3 separate regions of the Mus musculus genome follow, and regions 1 and 2 are each linked to region 3. Evidence: chromatin contacts called from public HiChIP or PLAC-seq and promoter capture Hi-C data. All regions are on one chromosome and are shown on one strand. The core of a region is the stretch at or near the end of the contact, and the rest is flanking DNA. Distances in the headings are between cores, read along the strand shown. Region 1 holds the start of Prpf6 (pre-mRNA splicing factor 6). Region 2 holds the start of Helz2 (helicase with zinc finger 2, transcriptional coactivator). Region 3 holds the start of Gid8 (GID complex subunit 8).

Region 1 (2,700 bases), core at 55-2,554, 890 kb after region 3:
GAGTGGGGAAACCTAGGTTCAGCCGGTGTATGTTCCTTGGTTGGCGGTTCAGACTCTGAGAGCTCCAAGGGTCCAGGTTAGTTGACTCTGTTGGTCTTCCTGTGGAGTTCCTATCCCCTTCAGGACCCACAATCCTTTCCCCTGTTCTTCCATAAGAATCCTCAAGCTCAATCCACTGCTTGGCTGTTGGTGTCTGTATCTGTCTGAGTCAGCTACTAGCTCATTCTTTACTGGAGTATTTGCTGACCCTCATTTACGGACCACTTTGCTTTGAACTTCAGGCAATACTCCTATCTCTGTGAAGCCCCTCTGTCAGGCACAGTTCCCTGTGGGTCAGTGTTCACAGACTCAATCCTGCTCCTCCCTAAAAACCTGTCTAGGGAGCCAGGACTGCTTTAGTACCTCACTGAAAAGCATTGGCTGTAGAGGCCTGGTTGTCTGATCCAGCAGAGTCCAGGCTGCACAACTTGCAGTTTTTCCTGTCGGCCCTAGAGTCTGGTGCTCTCCCCATGTGTAGGAGGTGTAAGACAAGTGAGGCTGAGAGGCAGACTGTCTCAACGGGCTGAGACTGCTTTATTTAAACACTGAGGGCCCCTAACCTAAAAGGGCTGGGACATACACACAGAGTAGCTACCAGGAGTTTACAGCTATTTTTGAGGTTTAACTCGGAGCAGGGTTGTTTCCCAGGGGTGGCATACTGCTTCTGCAGGTAGACATCGCCGAGGCTAAGCAACTTTTTATAGCGTGGGGTTAATGCCCTGTACAGCCTAATTCACGGCCTGAAGCTATTATTACACAACAGGTGGGACTGGCATTGTGTTTCGGGAGGAGCTGCACACAGAAAATATCTGTGCAAAGTAGAGTGGTGTGAGTCCACTCAAGCCACTGGGCACACAATCACTCCCAAGCTTGTGACGCTGGCCCACACACTGTTGAGTGCACTATACATCTGTCCTCAGAAGGCGCGCGGGGGTTGGAGTGGTCCCGGATCTGATGGCGTAGTCTGGACCGTCGGTGGCCGCATACGGTTCAGTACAGTAAGGCTAGTCTGAAGTGGTTATGGTGGTTGAACTAAGTGGCTTCGCAGCCTTGCTTGCACCGGAACGCTCCTGAACAGGACTAATGCGTTCCGGCTCCGCGTCAAGGCTGGCATGAAAATCGAACCCACGTCCTTGTGGCGCGATACCGAATACCGTCACGCGCACGCGCGTCTTCCCGCAACAAACACTGCACACAGCGCTGGCCGGAAACACTTTGCAAACCCACATCTTTGACTTCCGCCCGAAGCTCTAGGTGGGCGGGGCTTTCCGTGACCCAGCTCTCTACTTCCGGTGCGCGGGTGACGTAGTGCCTGCATCTCTTACTGCTGCGACACCCGGAGGACTCTGAGTCTTCTGTCGTATACTTGCTCCCCTGCTTTTCTGTGTTTCGGTCAATAACACCGCCATGAACAAGAAGAAGAAGCCGTTCCTGGGCATGCCTGCGCCGCTGGGCTACGTACCCGGGCTGGGCAGGGGGTAAGGCAGTGGGGGGGAGTTTGCCCCGGGTAGGGTGCCTGGTGCCCTGGAACACAGCTCGCTCTTGGCCTATTTGAGAACGATTCTGGACTAGCAGCCACTAGAGCTAGAGAGACCGCGTCTCAAAATAAAACAAAAAACCAGGGGCTGGAGCTAGTGGCGCACGTCTCTAACCCCAGCATTGTTGTGGGGGGTGGGTGGGATGGGATGGGGCAGGGGCAGAGGCCTTCGTTTTTAAGTTAAGAGACCAGCCTCGTCTACATAGCGAATTACAAAACAGCCAGGGCTACACAGCGAGTTTCAGGACAGCTAGAATTACTTAACGAAACCTTGTCTCAAAAACAAGGTTAACTTTCACCGCCACAACTAGGTAATTTGGCATAATGCCTTTCCGACAAAGTGGGTATGCATGTATGTATGTATGTGTCGAAATATGTAGGTTCATGAGGCCTGACTACCACTCTAAGATATGACTGAGGGGTCTGAATCTCAGTGTCTTGGTGTCTGAAGTAATATCCGTAAGCGAGTTGGCTGTAAGAAGCAGTTGAGTCTTTGATGTATACAGTAAGAGTGTGCTATACCTTTCTTCCCTTAAACATTTTTCTCTAGGATGTGTGGCTGTAGGTCACCTGTTCAAATTCTCAGCCGTCTGGACAGAGATGGCAGTGCCACTAGTCATAAGGTGTTGGGTAGATGAATAGTATTTTTCCTACTTTTTATGCATTTGATTAGGGAAACATAAGTCTTCCTTGGTAATGGTAGGAGAAGGGAGGCATTCACAGCCGTTTTCAGAAGACTTGCAGTTCACAAGACAAGTTCGGTATTGGTATAAATAAGCACAAAAAGTAGGACAGAAGTCAAGAGATATTCAGCAGTGTGGCATTTTAGTTGGGTTTACGAAGTGTCAGATTTTGGGGGAGTAAAGGAAAAACGTGGAATTTGGTATAGGCACATAAAAAGGCAAGTAGGTGGCTGGTGAAGTGGCTCAGAGGGTAAAGGCTCTGTCAACCCTGAGTTTGAGTTCCCAGAATTCACGAGGTAGGAGGAGAGAACTGATTCTCTGAAATTGTCTTCTGACTTCTACAGATATGTCAGGTCACACGCACACACTAAATAAATAAATAGTTTAAAAGGGCAGCTGAAGATGTAGCTGAGCAGTACTGACAAAGCCCTGGGTTTGATT
Region 2 (2,700 bases), core at 156-2,655, 530 kb after region 3:
TTGTTCTTGAGCTCAAATGTCCAGACCAGTGCCTCCTCAGGGCTTCGGGCAAAGGTGCATCTATTCCAGTGACGCCTACAGCCCAACCCTGGCCTATAGTAGTGACAGACTTGATAGCGCATAGGCGTTGGGAAGCTAGGCCTGCGGCCCACCTTACGCCAGATCTTGCTCTCTGCTGCTTGCTTGAAGCGGGCCAGCAAGATCTCCCTGGGGCAGGTGTGCTCTACCTCACGCAGAATGTAGGTACTCTCATTGAGGCACTGGGTGCAGCGGGAGCAGCCCAGGTAAAGGTCTACCTTAGCACAGAGTCCGGCTAAGGATGGCCCGTTGGTGGCGGATGTGCTGGCCGACCTCAGACTGCAACCCACGGATGCCATCTCGGACAAAGGCCAGGTCCTTCAGGATTGTGAGCCAGGCTTCTGGGCAGCTGCTGTACTGAAACCGTCAGCCCTGGAGAGGTGATAGGACAAGAGAAGCAAGTCAGCCCAAGGTCAAGAAGGACCTACACCTCTGTCGGGTGTAGGACAGAGACTTCTGCCCAGTCTTGGCTTGTTGGGGGAACTCTAACTCAACCTTTCCTCCTGAAAGGCCTCTCCAAGTCCTGCCCAAGTGGCTGCTGGAAAAAAAAAAGAGTTGGGAGGCCTCAGAATCCTCCATCTGGTAACTCTGGGGCTCCTGGCCGTCTGAAGAGAGTACCCCCTTTCTTGAGACCTGCTAGTTGACTGCTGGGACTACTATAGCCCACCTGGACTTGGCAACAGGAGCCTCTGAAGGGGAGGACACAGCCTTGTAGAAATTCCGCTCTACCCAGGTTGGATAGCCCTCCTCAGAGCTCCCATAGAGATGCCAGAAGGAGAGGCAATGCCCAGAGCCCAGAGTCTTAGTTAGTACCACCACCCAGCAAGGATGGGCGAGAGAACAGCTAGCTCCCTGAAACACCTAGTCAGGTCATATCTCTCTCTCTCTCTCTCTCTCTCTCTCTCTCTCTCTCTCTCTCTCTCTCTCACTCATACATGCCAAGCAAATAATCTATTACTGACCTATACCCTAGCCCTCTAAACTTTCAAGGCAATCGTTGAGGTACAAAGATTATGTTTTAAATGGAAAGAATGAGCAACAGGCAAAGCCTGCAGTCCCTCCCTGCACTCCTCTGTGGAGTTTTCTAAGTCGTCAGAGCTAGAACCCCATACCCGGCAGCTGGAGAAGCAGGAAGAGGGGTCCATGGAGTTGTCCGATGCTAGGGTCTGTCTGAGGCCACTGATCTTGCCCATTTGCAGGCAAAGGGGTGGTCTTCACACCTCTCTAGGTGGCCCCTCCAGTCCCCAGCCACCACCCCATACTCACCCAGTGCACCAGCATCGACTTAAGAGTAGCGATCAGTTTCGTTTCTGCCCCTGGGGCGACTCAGAACTCTGACGACAGAGCACGGAAATTACCTCACTGCCCCCCCTGCCCCGCCCCTGCCCCGCCCTCAAGTGATAGCCTCCCTCCCAGACCTGGCGGAGCTCCCTGGCCCTAGGAAGATTTCCCCCACTCCCCACCTCCACAGTCCCCTTGAGGTCAACACAGCAGGATTTAACCTGGCCCTTTCCCGGTCCCTCCCCCTACTCATACTTAGACGTCTGTACTCTCTTGTGTGGGAACCGTAAGATGAGCCCCAGGGTAGATGGCTTTAGGATTAAAAAAAAAAAAAAAAAAGCCCCTATTTGGGAGTGGGAGAGCCTTTGCCTATAGAGCCTTGGGAAATTTACTCTGGGTGCTATAGCCAAAGGCTAGGGTCCTTGGGAGCAGGGCCAGACAGGCAAGGAACAGAGAACTCTATGCTGGGGCAGGACCTGTTCCTAAAAGGCACTAGACTTCTTCCTTGAAGCGCTAATAATTTTAGTCAATGCTGTGCCTGGCATGGCCCCCGTGGGGACAGAGTGACATGGTTCCTACCCTTGGAATAGGGTCCTGGTGTGAGCCTCCAGGAGTGTCAAATGGCTGCTGTGGGCATAAGGCAAGTTTGTATAATAATGTACATATTTCACATTCCTTCGAGGAATGTCCTCTCTGTTAACATTAATGACTCCAGGAGAATTAGAAACAGCAGAGTCCAGGAGTCGAGGATGTGGCTATGTCTCTGCAAAATGGTAAACACTGGAACCCTCAGGACAGCCCTTGAGGCTATGGGAAAGAGCTCTAAATACGGGAATTTGAAAATATATAATTTCTTAACTATCCAAAAATATAAGGATGCGATATGAATTATGAGGGGTTTCATGAATTTAAAGGAACAGAGACAGGTACACAATGAGCCAACTTGTCGCAAAGATACAAAAGCATAAGGCATGCAGGTTCCTGAGTTTAAGGTCAGCCTAGGACAGAGCAAGGTTAGACTCAGGCGTGATGGAAACGGTGCATGGTGGAAATAATTTCAGGGCAGGGTCCCAACAAACTAGCATGTCATCTAGGCTTAACTAAGGCAGACAGATCTCTGAATTCTTTTGCAATGTTAAGAGAAAATGTATGTTTGCTGTCTCTGAATCAAAAGGTTGGGGTCACAGGACGCTGATTAATAGGATAATCAAAAGAGCACCTGGAATAAATAAGTGAATTGATATGGAAATTTAAAAACTGGGCTTTTGGTCTGCATGAGATGAGCTAGCAGAATGGAATAGCAGTTCTTTGGAATTTTCTCTAGTGATGGTTAAGCTACCT
Region 3 (2,700 bases), core at 170-2,669:
CTAGTTTGTAGAAAAGACTAGGGGACTAGCAGATTGCTCATCCACCATCCACAGAGGCATTAACATTCTGAGTTAACCCTCTTCTCTCCTCATGATACCAGCCTCTTCCCTTGCACAAGTTTGAGTTGATAATCCAACTTTACCCAGAGTTAAAGTAAGTGCTACAAAGTTTGTCGATACCAACCTGGATAGCTTCGGGTAGAGCTATGGAGTTAAGAGACTGCCACTGTGGTCATTGTGTCTGACAGATCTGCTAAACTGGTCTTATTTTCAGTGACTCAATGAGAAGTTGCTTTCCCTGGACAGTTCATCTTTAAACAAGCACACCCAAACATCTCAGGGCGGACGGACCAACATTCCTTCCAGAAGCATTCCAGAATTTCTTTACATTACAATGACTGAATTTGCATTCACCTCCGGTAGACAATGGACACATAAATATGCAAATACCCATTTAACCGTTCCTATCCGGCAGTGTTAAAGAGCCTCCAACTTCCCCCATCCCTTACCGGAATATCTAACCCATAACAAGGCATTGGGTAAACAGGATTCGGGGTTGGGAGGAATAGGGGTCCCTTCTCCGGCGGCAGAAATCCCCTCCGCCGAAGTTCAGAGCTGGGTCCACACCATACGCCGCTAAGAAAAAAGACACTCACTGTGAGCGCCCAGAAGTAGGGAGTACCCTCGGCGGAGGGGTCCCCACTGTGAGCACTTCTGAAGCATGGATCCGCTCTGCTTCGATGATTGCCTTAGAAGTAGGGATTAACTTCGTGCATGTCCCTGAGAACCCCAGCACTAGGGAGTCACCTTTATTAGTGCCCAGAAACGAGGGAACAACAGTCTCCGCAGTCCGCTCTCCAGCGTGGCCACAAAGATCGCTCTAGGCAGGGCCGTTCTGACGCTGATCAGGCCTCGATTACAACGTTCCCGGAATAAATCCTAGGAGCTCGCTCACATCCGGAGGCCTTGTCTTTGGGACTAGAGCCTGGCGGACTACAAGCCGGGGAATGCCCTCCTCATCTCGCGCACTCCGGTGTTCACACACACCTATTACTCGCCCCACCCCCACTTCACACACACAAAAACAAGAAAAGAGCTGGGACCTTCGTTTCGAACTCAGTCTACACGTCTCCATCCCCGCGCTAGCACTCAGTACGCGAATGCCCCCGCAGCAGCCATCTTGCGCAAAAGCGATGCGAGCCTTTTGACTCTCGCGCCAACCCGTAGAGCCAGAGCCCTGCCGAAGAGTTCTGCGCAAAAACGGAAGTTGAGACCCTGGTTTCCGGCGACCGCCCGGGCGGTCGATTCGCGAGAGGATTCCATTGGTTGCCAGTTCGCATCTCGAAATCTTACGATCTCGCGAGAGGTGTCTGAGGGGCCGACGCCGGTGTAGCTACCTCCGCTCCGCGCCCCGCCCCCGCCCCCGCCGCCGCCGCCGCCTCCGCCTCCTCTATCTCCGCAGTCTCTGCCGCCCCTCCCCGGCCCCGGGAGCGGCCGCGGAGCCGCCACCCAGACACTGTCGCACGGGAGGCGGGATCCGCACGGTAAGATGGCCGCAGCGGGCCCTGACGGCCGTGCCGAGCGTCTCCGCGGGGCTCCGGGGTGGACCGAGGCGCGGAGGTCAGAGGTCGGGGGTCTGTGCCCGACAGGCTGCCCTGCCCAGGGTATCCGAAGCCCAAGGCAAGAGCGGGGATCGGGGCGGTCAGTTCTGCCCTCCACGGCCGGGCCCCGGAGCGGGAGGACTGGAGGCCGCGCTGTTAGTCCGGGTGCTGCCGGGACCCGAATAGTTACTGCAAATGTTCGCACGTCTCTGCCATTAAAGGCGCGGTGAAGGGGACAGCGGAAAGGTGAAGACGCAGCTACTGCGCTAAAAGTCATCCTCGGGGCTTAGGCTGCATCCCCGGCGACTGTGTAACCGCTGAATTTTGGGACCTCTGAGTCCTACAGAAACACTGCCCCCGTCTCTGTCCTTAGCCTTGCTTGATAACCTTTCCCGGCGCCGAGTGGAAATCGAGAGGCAAGGACCTTCTTGGGGAACATTTTTCCAACACTGATCTTTACCTTACTTCTGAATAAAAGTCGAATCGGTGAATTCTGCTGTCATCCTGTGGCATGGAGCGGCATCAACCCGGTTTAGTTTCACTTCCCGCCTCCTCCATACTACTACTACCTTTTGGGCTGCTGGGATCTTCAAGTCCGCCAGAACTAGAAATCCTGGCATGCCCCAAATTCGAAGTCTCTATAGCATTCACTGCGCAAACTCTCCACAAATGGGCTTTGGAATCGTAATGTTTTTTTAAACTTAATATCTTTTTAAAAGACTCTTGTTTAAATATCTTTCCCACAGTATGTGTATATGCGTGTTTCCCAAATTACTGTTTTTAGCGTGGGTCCCCATGACCTGTAATCCAGAGGCCTACCACACCTAACTGCCAGAGTCCTCTGCACCAGACTTGCCCTGCTCCTCCAACCTGTTTTACTTGCATCTCTCCCACGTTGCCATGCTCTCATTTCTAAGGCCTGACACTTGACATGGCAGTCTGTCCGTGCTTCTTTCTTTTCTCTTGTCCCTTCATATTCAGTCCAGCAACAGCTGCCATTAGTTAATTTGGAGGTCAAAGCTTGATCTTGGCTTCTCTTCTGATGTCCACTATACCAGCAGTAGGATATCTCTTTGTTGGACTGCTAAGCTCTTTCCAT

What was found. Promoter capture Hi-C pulls out the DNA fragments that hold promoters and counts their contacts. HiChIP or PLAC-seq counts read pairs in DNA pulled down with a chosen protein or histone mark.
Region 1: a promoter capture Hi-C map of liver shows a contact between it and region 3, with 3 times the contacts expected there. The contact joins the promoter of Prpf6 here to the promoter of Gid8 in region 3. A contact is called at or near these places in 4 of 39 promoter capture datasets (liver, neural stem cells and pre-B cells), 2 of 484 Hi-C or Micro-C datasets (embryonic stem cells and muscle stem cells), 2 of 115 datasets of contacts at active chromatin or transcription factors (embryonic stem cells and memory CD8 T cells) and 2 of 9 other capture datasets (adipose tissue and liver).
Region 2: a contact with region 3 is called in an H3K27ac HiChIP or PLAC-seq map of bone marrow-derived dendritic cells, with 10 times the contacts expected there. The contact joins the promoter of Helz2 here to the promoter of Gid8 in region 3. A contact is called at or near these places in 1 of 39 promoter capture datasets (macrophages) and 4 of 115 datasets of contacts at active chromatin or transcription factors (bone marrow-derived dendritic cells, extraembryonic endoderm stem cells, memory CD8 T cells and 1 more).

Annotation. Positions count from the first base shown.
Region 1 is chr2:181,600,015-181,602,714 of GRCm38.p6, forward strand. It overlaps Prpf6 (pre-mRNA splicing factor 6), which reads left to right and starts at 1,305. Exons shown (of 21, transcript NM_133701.2): 1 at 1,305-1,517. The coding sequence starts at 1,447.
Region 2 is chr2:181,240,622-181,243,321 of GRCm38.p6, forward strand. Helz2 (helicase with zinc finger 2, transcriptional coactivator) reads right to left here and starts at 1,406. Exons shown (of 19, transcript NM_183162.2): 1 at 1,345-1,406; 2 at 1-450. The coding sequence starts at 377.
Region 3 is chr2:180,708,807-180,711,506 of GRCm38.p6, forward strand. Gid8 (GID complex subunit 8) reads left to right here and starts at 1,420. Exons shown (of 5, transcript NM_001289652.1): 1 at 1,420-1,544. It also overlaps a transcript of Dido1 not described here.